Linked DNA regions of Mus musculus: region 2 is linked to region 1. The links are chromatin contacts, called in public promoter capture Hi-C maps. All regions are on one chromosome and are shown on one strand. The core of a region is the stretch at or near the end of the contact, and the rest is flanking DNA. Distances in the headings are between cores, read along the strand shown. Region 1 holds the start of 1700051A21Rik (RIKEN cDNA 1700051A21 gene). Region 2 holds the start of Cyb5d2 (cytochrome b5 domain containing 2).

Region 1 (3,508 bases), core at 415-2,914:
GGATGCCTCCCACAGACGGGAATGGCCCCGAATCTCTGGATGCTCGCTAACAGAGTGGCAGCGGATGAGTCCGCACAGTTGCTCTGCTCTCCTTGGCCCATGTGGAGCCTCTGCTCAGTATGTTTCCTCTGCCCCCCCCCCCGCGCCCCAATCCTAGGAGCCGGAATGATCCCCTTTTACTCCCAGAATCCAGTCACCCCATTGTACCCATCAAAGCACCCGGGGCCCGGAGAGCAAAGGGTCTTGCTGAAAGGCACAATGTGAAATGACTAGAAGCCCACCAGGGGACACCCCTCTCCTCTCAAAACCTTCCCTGAAGAGAGCCACTGTTTCTCAAACCTGCCTGTGGAGGGGAAGCAGGATCCGAGCAAGGTTTCCTGTCTGGGCTGAGAGTGAAAGGGTAGCCACATAAGGCTTCAAAGAGCCCTGGCCTCGCCAAACTGGCTGCACACAGCCTGACAGAGCCGGGGCCAGCGCTCCCGCCCTCCTCTGCTCTGCAGCCAAGGCCATTCATTCTCTCCCTTCCTCCCAGGAGCACCAGGAGGCCAGGGAATGGGACTCAGCTTCCCCAGCAACCGAGAGCCATGCCACCCAAGGCGTGAGCTCTGGGAATACGTCCTGCCTCCTCACACTGACTGCCTCAGCAGGCGGTGGGCAGTGCCCGACCTGCCTTTCAGGCTGCAGCAGGATTTGAACTCGAGAGTGGCTTCCTTGGCTTCCGAGCTAGAAAGAAATATAGATCATAGATGGGGAACCTGAGCTTCAAATATCAAGGCCAGATTATGGCAAAGGCATGATCCACTCTGTTCCTGTAGTTCCCTGCCTGAAGGCATCTACAGCTAGGAAATCTCTCTTTCCTAGAGAAGAGGCACAGAGGGAAAGAAAGCCCAGCCTTCAGAGTCTCTACTAGCTCGAGCATTATCTTTGAGCTGGACTAGCGTTGGTTGTGCACTCTGGGAGGAGATTTTGAGTCAGAGGCTAAGCCTGTCGAGGGGTCTGTGTGGTTCAGATCTGTTCTAACGTCCAGGTTTCCGTGTTTGCCCGGACGGCTCTTGCGCCCTGAAATCGGTGCACTCTAGGACGTGTTCACCTTAGGGTCTGTGCGTCCCTCGGATTCTTTGCAGAGCACCTCCTATCTGGTGCCTGGAGCGTCTGAGCACGCGTCCCAGGGGAGCTCGTCCCCACGGAGGAATCTATGCGTTCCAGCTCAGCGTTCCCGGGTTCCGTGCCCGTTATTGCACTGGGCACCCGGATTCCGCCAGGCTGCCCAGACACGCAACTGACCTTGTCAGGTATCAGAATGACGAGTGGAAGCATCAGGATCGGGGTGAAGAGCAAAATCGCAAAGGACTTGAACTTGGTCACACAAGTCTTCGCCGAATCCATCGCGTGAAAGGGAGACTGACTGGAGGGAGAAAAGATTGCGAGGCAGCTAGAAGCTTCACGAGCTTAAAAGGGGGACGCGCGGTCCCACCGGATTGGGGGCGGCTACAACTCCGCCCCCCATTGCCAGGCCTCCCTGCGGTCCTGGGGCGGAGCCACCCCTCGGGGTCTGTGGGGAGTGTCTGTCCCAGGACTCTGCCACCCCGCGGCAGAGTGAGGCGTTTGCAGATTTCAGTGCTTGGCACCAGCCCTCTATGGAGAGGACTGGACCCTGGCACCTCACCACTTGCCAGCCCGTTGGCGCTGCTCTGGTCCTCAGTACCATGCAGGGTGTGCCGGTCATTCTGCCAGCTTAAGCGTGAGGACCCTTTGTGTACTCTCACCTGCTCTCTCCTGGACTCCGGAATGTCCCAGATGAAAAACACCAGCCTGTAGGATTCTCAGGCTTCTCTCTCCAAAGCGTTCTCCTTCTCATCCCTATCCCGGAGGGGCGTCTCCTAGAGGCGATGGCCGAGCCCTGCGCCACCGCGGTCTTCTCACCTCCAAGATCCGCTGGCTTCCTCCTAGCGTTAGCCCGACTCTAGACATAGAACCCATTTCCCTCCTCGTGCCGTCTCCTACCCAGCGCACCGTAGGCGCTCTAGAGGGACCGCTAAGGAAGGCGGTCACTGTCCTCGCAGACCGAACGACTTTTACCCTCCAGCGAACGCGCTTGCGCAGGCCGGCCGTCTTTGCCCAGGCGCGGGTAGTTGCTGCCGCCCACTTACCAACCACCTCGCTAGTACCATTTTATGGTGGGAGACGGGGCCTTAGAAAAGAGGGGGCATAATCCTGCCAACCATCATCGAGGCATTCGTTCATTCATTAATCCTCCCCTTAACAGACCTGTGTGTAGTACCTGCTGTGCTAAGTCCTGTTTGGGACACCAACACAAGAGGGTGCAATGACATTATTGACACTTCGGTGAGTTCTTTCTCTTCTGCCTGCCTCTCATTCTCCTCTGGGGAGTCTTATCCACAGGCTACTTGACACATGGCTGAGTCCAGATTCCTGTACAGTCAGCTCTCACCACTGATCAAGATGCTATCTAGTTGCTGACATGGTTAGCGTGTTTACGACTAGGATGGCTGCTTCTGTTCTAAACATGGAAACCATCGGCGTACTCTGAACTATATACAACAGAGACCGACTATTAGCACGGCACTTACACTGTGTGTTAGGTGTTGCAAGCAATCCAGAGATGAAGTAAAGAATAGGTTATATGCAATTGCTACGAATTATATGAGACTAACCTCTCCTCCCTCTTCTCCACCCCTAGCCCTGCCACCACCACCACCAGGAAAGAACTACTGAATTCCCCACCTTCTCAGCCTGTGAATGTCGAAGGCCCTAAAACAGAACACACATTTGTATCAAGATTTTTGACTCTGTTCCTGTGACCTGCCTGTCACCTTGCCCTCAAGTCTGCAACTGCCTTCTTCAGGCCCTCTCTATTTTCGGTTTGTTTGCTTGTTTGCATCTATGTGGCCCTGGGCCCATCCCTTCCCCCAGGGCAATTAAAACTAGAGTTCCTGCTTTGGGGTGTGTGTGTGTGTGTGTGTGTGTGTGTGTGTTTCAAGACTCTATGTGTATGAGTATTTTGCATGCATATATATGTGTGTATCATTTGCATGTCTGATAACCCCAGAGTCAGAAGAGAGTGTCAGAGTCCCTGAAACTGAAATAATAGACAGTTGGGAACAGCCATATGGGTTCTGGGAAATGAACCCAGGTCCTCTTCCAGCAAGAAGAGTGAGTCCTGCTGTTAACCATGGAGCCAGCTTTCCAGCCTTTTGGAGTTTTTATTTAATCTTCGTTTTATTTATCACCATGTGCCCACTTAACACCCTTTACCAGGCCTCATTCAGGACGTTCACTCAAAGTCTGGGATCTACGATGCTGGTCAACCATTCTGCTGTAATTTAAGTGCTTTAAAGTCTATAAAGTGTGCGCTGCAGCTAAATGCCTGAATCCATACTCTGTCCCTGTGTGGCCTTGGTGGATGTTTCCATTCTGGATTCATCTTCTCATATATAGAATCAGATCAACTTTGATTCCCAGTAGTCGTTTTAAGACCCCCAAGTCA
Region 2 (3,508 bases), core at 496-2,995, 530 kb after region 1:
TGGATTCCTCAGCACCTGGCCAAGGGAGGACCCATGGTAGTAGTCAATAAATGGAGCTCAAAAATTATATGCACAGAACGCAAAAGCTACTAGAGCATACTAGCCCAGAAATGGAAGCATGTATGTTCACACTTGTGCATGCATCCATGACAGCTATACCAGATGTTAGTAGTGTCCTAAAGTGCACTCAAGTGGCAAGAAAAAACTCTTGATTCCAGTCTAGCATTGCTTCTAACTCTCCATGTCCTTGGGTAGGTCCTATCCCAGGTTAGACTGTTTGAAAAGTCTGGAGAGAAGGAAGTGAGTGATCTGTATTTAAAGGTAGCTTCCTAATTCTCCTAAATGACCGGTGGACTGCTTGAAATTTTTGTCAGTCTAGTTACCAGTCTTGCCCTGCGATCTTCCTTCCCAAATAAACAAAGAGAGAGGTATTCTCCTTGGCTAGAAAAACAACACCTTTAAAATTGGTAGCTGGGAAGCTGGCTTACTGGTTAAGAGCAGTGGATGCTCCTCCAGAGAAGCAAAGTTCCCAGCACCCAGATCACAACCATGTTTACTAGTTACAGGGATTTGAAAACCTCTTCTGGCTTCGATGGGCACCAAGTACACAGGTAGTTCAGAGTTGTACAAGGAAGTAAAACACTCATACACATAAAATAAAAATTAAAAGCTATTAGGTTGGTAGTTCTCATATCTTGTTAAGGCTTTTAGTCAAATTACATTTTCCGATCCCCTCCGTTGTTAAGGGGTAACGGGAGCACAGCAGAATGGAGTTAATTTGATAAATGTTCTTAGGAAGGCTAATATACCAAATTTTGTCAGAAGTTTTGTTTCGTGTTGTTTTAGAGCCAGCCTGGCCACAAATTCCTGGCTCAATGGATCTTTGTAGCTCAAGAGATCCTCCTGTCTCAGCCACTCCAGTTAAAACACCACTTCTGGTTTATTGTAGGTATTTTAATACTACAAAAGATACTTGCTTTCCTGTGCTCTAACTTCATTCCCCGCTTGATTCTCATTTTTTTTTTTTAAAGAAAAGCAGACAAGTGCATCTACTAGAATTAAAAAAGACTCAAATATTATATTAGGGGAAACGGAGGCGGGCGGAGGAAAGGTTATTTCGGGTCAGTCTAAAGAGCCTGAAAGCACGGTAGCTCTAGAGACCAGGTAGACTTCTGAGTGTAACCACTACCTAACAAGACACATCTTTCTCCGAATCAGTCACACAGTGCAGCAGACAGAGTCGGAGGGTACATAACTAGCACAGTTGCGTCCAAGCTGCAAACCAGGACCGTGTCCTTCCCACCGCAGCAGTCTGAGGAATGTGGGATGACGAGGCGCGGAGGAATAAATTACTGGACGAACGCAAGCCGTGGCTACGAGCCCACGCAGGAGGAAAAGGTGTGAGAGCCTCGCCGATACCTGCGAAGCCGCTATAGTGCGCCCCAGGCTCGTAGTGCCTCCTGCCAGAGGACACGTCGTAGACGCGGCCGAGCAGTGCCAAGTACAGGCCCGGGTCCCCTGGGCCGCCGCGATAGCGGGCTAGCTCCTCGGGAAGGAAGAGGCGAATACCAGGGCGGGGACCCCACCAGTCCATCAACCACACGGCCATGACAGCCACCGCCGCCACGGCCAGGCTCAGCACCACACCAAGCCCGCATATCCTCAGCATCTATACAGCAACACACCAGACACGCTTCGGAGGTAGCCACCTCTTAAGCCACCACTAAGACAGCAGAGACGCCGGCCGTGACGTCGGCAGCGCGACACTGACAGACTTCACAGCAAAGTTGACTCTTTTGCCCCCGACTCTTTCTTCTTTTCTTGTCCAGCCTAGATTCTGAACGTGAAGCGTGGAGCAGAAAAGGGGAACAGTACAGAGAAAAAACAAACAAACAAACAAACAAACAAAAAGTCCTGGCTTACAGTTTATCCGCCCTCAACAAAGATGGCGGCAGAGGCGGCTAGACGGATACGTTAACGGGTGGGTTCCCGGGCTTCATTAAGCTGTCGTGAGCAAATGGAATCCGCTTGACGGCTCCGTTGCGACATCAGGCCTCGCTCGACAGCCAGGAAGCCGGAAGTCACTGCCGCCGCTGTGGTCTCCACCCCGTCCCCGCCCGCCAGGAGCTGTCGGAGGTTGACAGGTCGTGGCTGGGAGGCGGCGGCGGCGGCGACACCTCCGAGCACCCAAGACGGAGACCCCATGGGGAACGCTCCGAGTAACAGCAGCGAAGACGAAGCGGCGGCCGCAGGGGGTGAGGGCTGGAGCCCACATCAAGATTGGGCTGCCGACTCTGGCACGACCCCCGGCCCCGGCCCTGCGGCCGCGGTGCTGCCTTCCGCCGCTGCACTCCTGGAACCCGCTCGGCTGCGAGAGGCAGCGGCTGCGTTGCGGCCCGCACCTCCCTGCGAATCCCTGGTGTCGAGGCACCACGGCGCGCTCTTGCGCTGGCTGGAAGAGCGGCTGGGCCGCGGTGAAGAGTCCGTCACCCTGGAGCAGTTCCGGGAGTTGCTGGAGGCTCGCGGCGCTGGATGTTCGGGCGAGCAGTTCGAGGAGGTCAGGGCTGGCTGGCTGGCTGGCTGGCGACAGCGGTGCGGGAGCAGGGTGGTCGCCAATAAGGTCCTGAAGAGGTGGGCGGTTGCTTTGCGGAGGCCAGCCAGGAAGCCATAGGGTCCTCGGGTTCTTAGAATGGAAGTATGGCGTTGTCCGAACTCTTTCGGAGTGCATCACTACGGAATTTTGCTACGTCTCTCGCCTTTACTAGAGGTGTGGAAAGTCCAGGCTACATTAGCTTTGTTCCGAAGAGAGGAGCAAGCCAAAAAAAAGTCTCTGCATGTGGTAGGCAGACATTTGTGCAGTTGACAGGCTTAGTTGCTTGCTGGACCTTATCAGAGTAAGACAATTACGAGAAAGGATGTGCAAAGATCAAGGGAGTGGCCATGAAAACCATTCTGTTTTACTGGCCTGTGCAGGAATCTTGTAGAGAACCATCTGAGTCTAATGTGGAAGGAGGGTAACATTACACTGAAAAGACTCATTCTGCAAGCCGTTCATGACTATAAAATACTAGGTTTTGTTTGGTTGGTTGTTTTTTGTTTGTTTGTTTTTTTTTAACAAGTATACACTGGATTTTAAATCATTGAAGAACTTGTTCCAGGCTCATTTGAAACCTTATCAAACCTAAAGTTGATAGGGAAGCGTTAGTTTTCTTGTACTTATGAAATTTCTCCTCATATCTCTACTGAACATTTTGGTTTATGGTTTGGAAAAAACTGACCCAGAGTTAGCCTATAAATCATTTCACTAGCAAAGTTGAGAGTATCTCACAAACCTCTTGATTCCCACCCCATTCCCTTAGGTCCCTATTATCCTGCTCCCTGAAGTCTTATTAATTCCACAATGTTAGGACAAAAGGTTTTTAATGAGTAAGCCATGTAAAATTGTCAGTCATTGATTGGTTAGTGTGTAAAGCAAGAAACCCACAGTCACTTGTAACATAATTTAAAA

Evidence for each region. Promoter capture Hi-C pulls out the DNA fragments that hold promoters and counts their contacts.
Region 2: a promoter capture Hi-C map of embryonic stem cells shows a contact between it and region 1, with 2.2 times the contacts expected there. The contact joins the promoter of Cyb5d2 here to the promoter of 1700051A21Rik in region 1. A contact is called at or near these places in 6 of 39 promoter capture datasets (cranial neural crest, embryonic stem cells, frontonasal cranial neural crest and 3 more) and 1 of 115 datasets of contacts at active chromatin or transcription factors (astrocytes).

The regions. Positions count from the first base shown.
Region 1 is chr11:72,265,180-72,268,687 of GRCm38.p6, forward strand. 1700051A21Rik (RIKEN cDNA 1700051A21 gene) reads left to right here and starts at 1,665. Exons shown (of 2, transcript NR_045922.1): 1 at 1,665-2,346; 2 at 2,702-3,377. Slc13a5 (solute carrier family 13 (sodium-dependent citrate transporter), member 5) reads right to left here and starts at 1,425. Exons shown (of 12, transcript NM_001004148.4): 1 at 1,285-1,425. The coding sequence starts at 1,386.
Region 2 is chr11:72,794,094-72,797,601 of GRCm38.p6, forward strand. Cyb5d2 (cytochrome b5 domain containing 2) reads right to left here and starts at 1,746. Exons shown (of 4, transcript NM_001024926.3): 1 at 1,420-1,746. The coding sequence starts at 1,669. Zzef1 (zinc finger, ZZ-type with EF hand domain 1) reads left to right here and starts at 2,133. Exons shown (of 55, transcript NM_001045536.2): 1 at 2,133-2,557. The coding sequence starts at 2,204.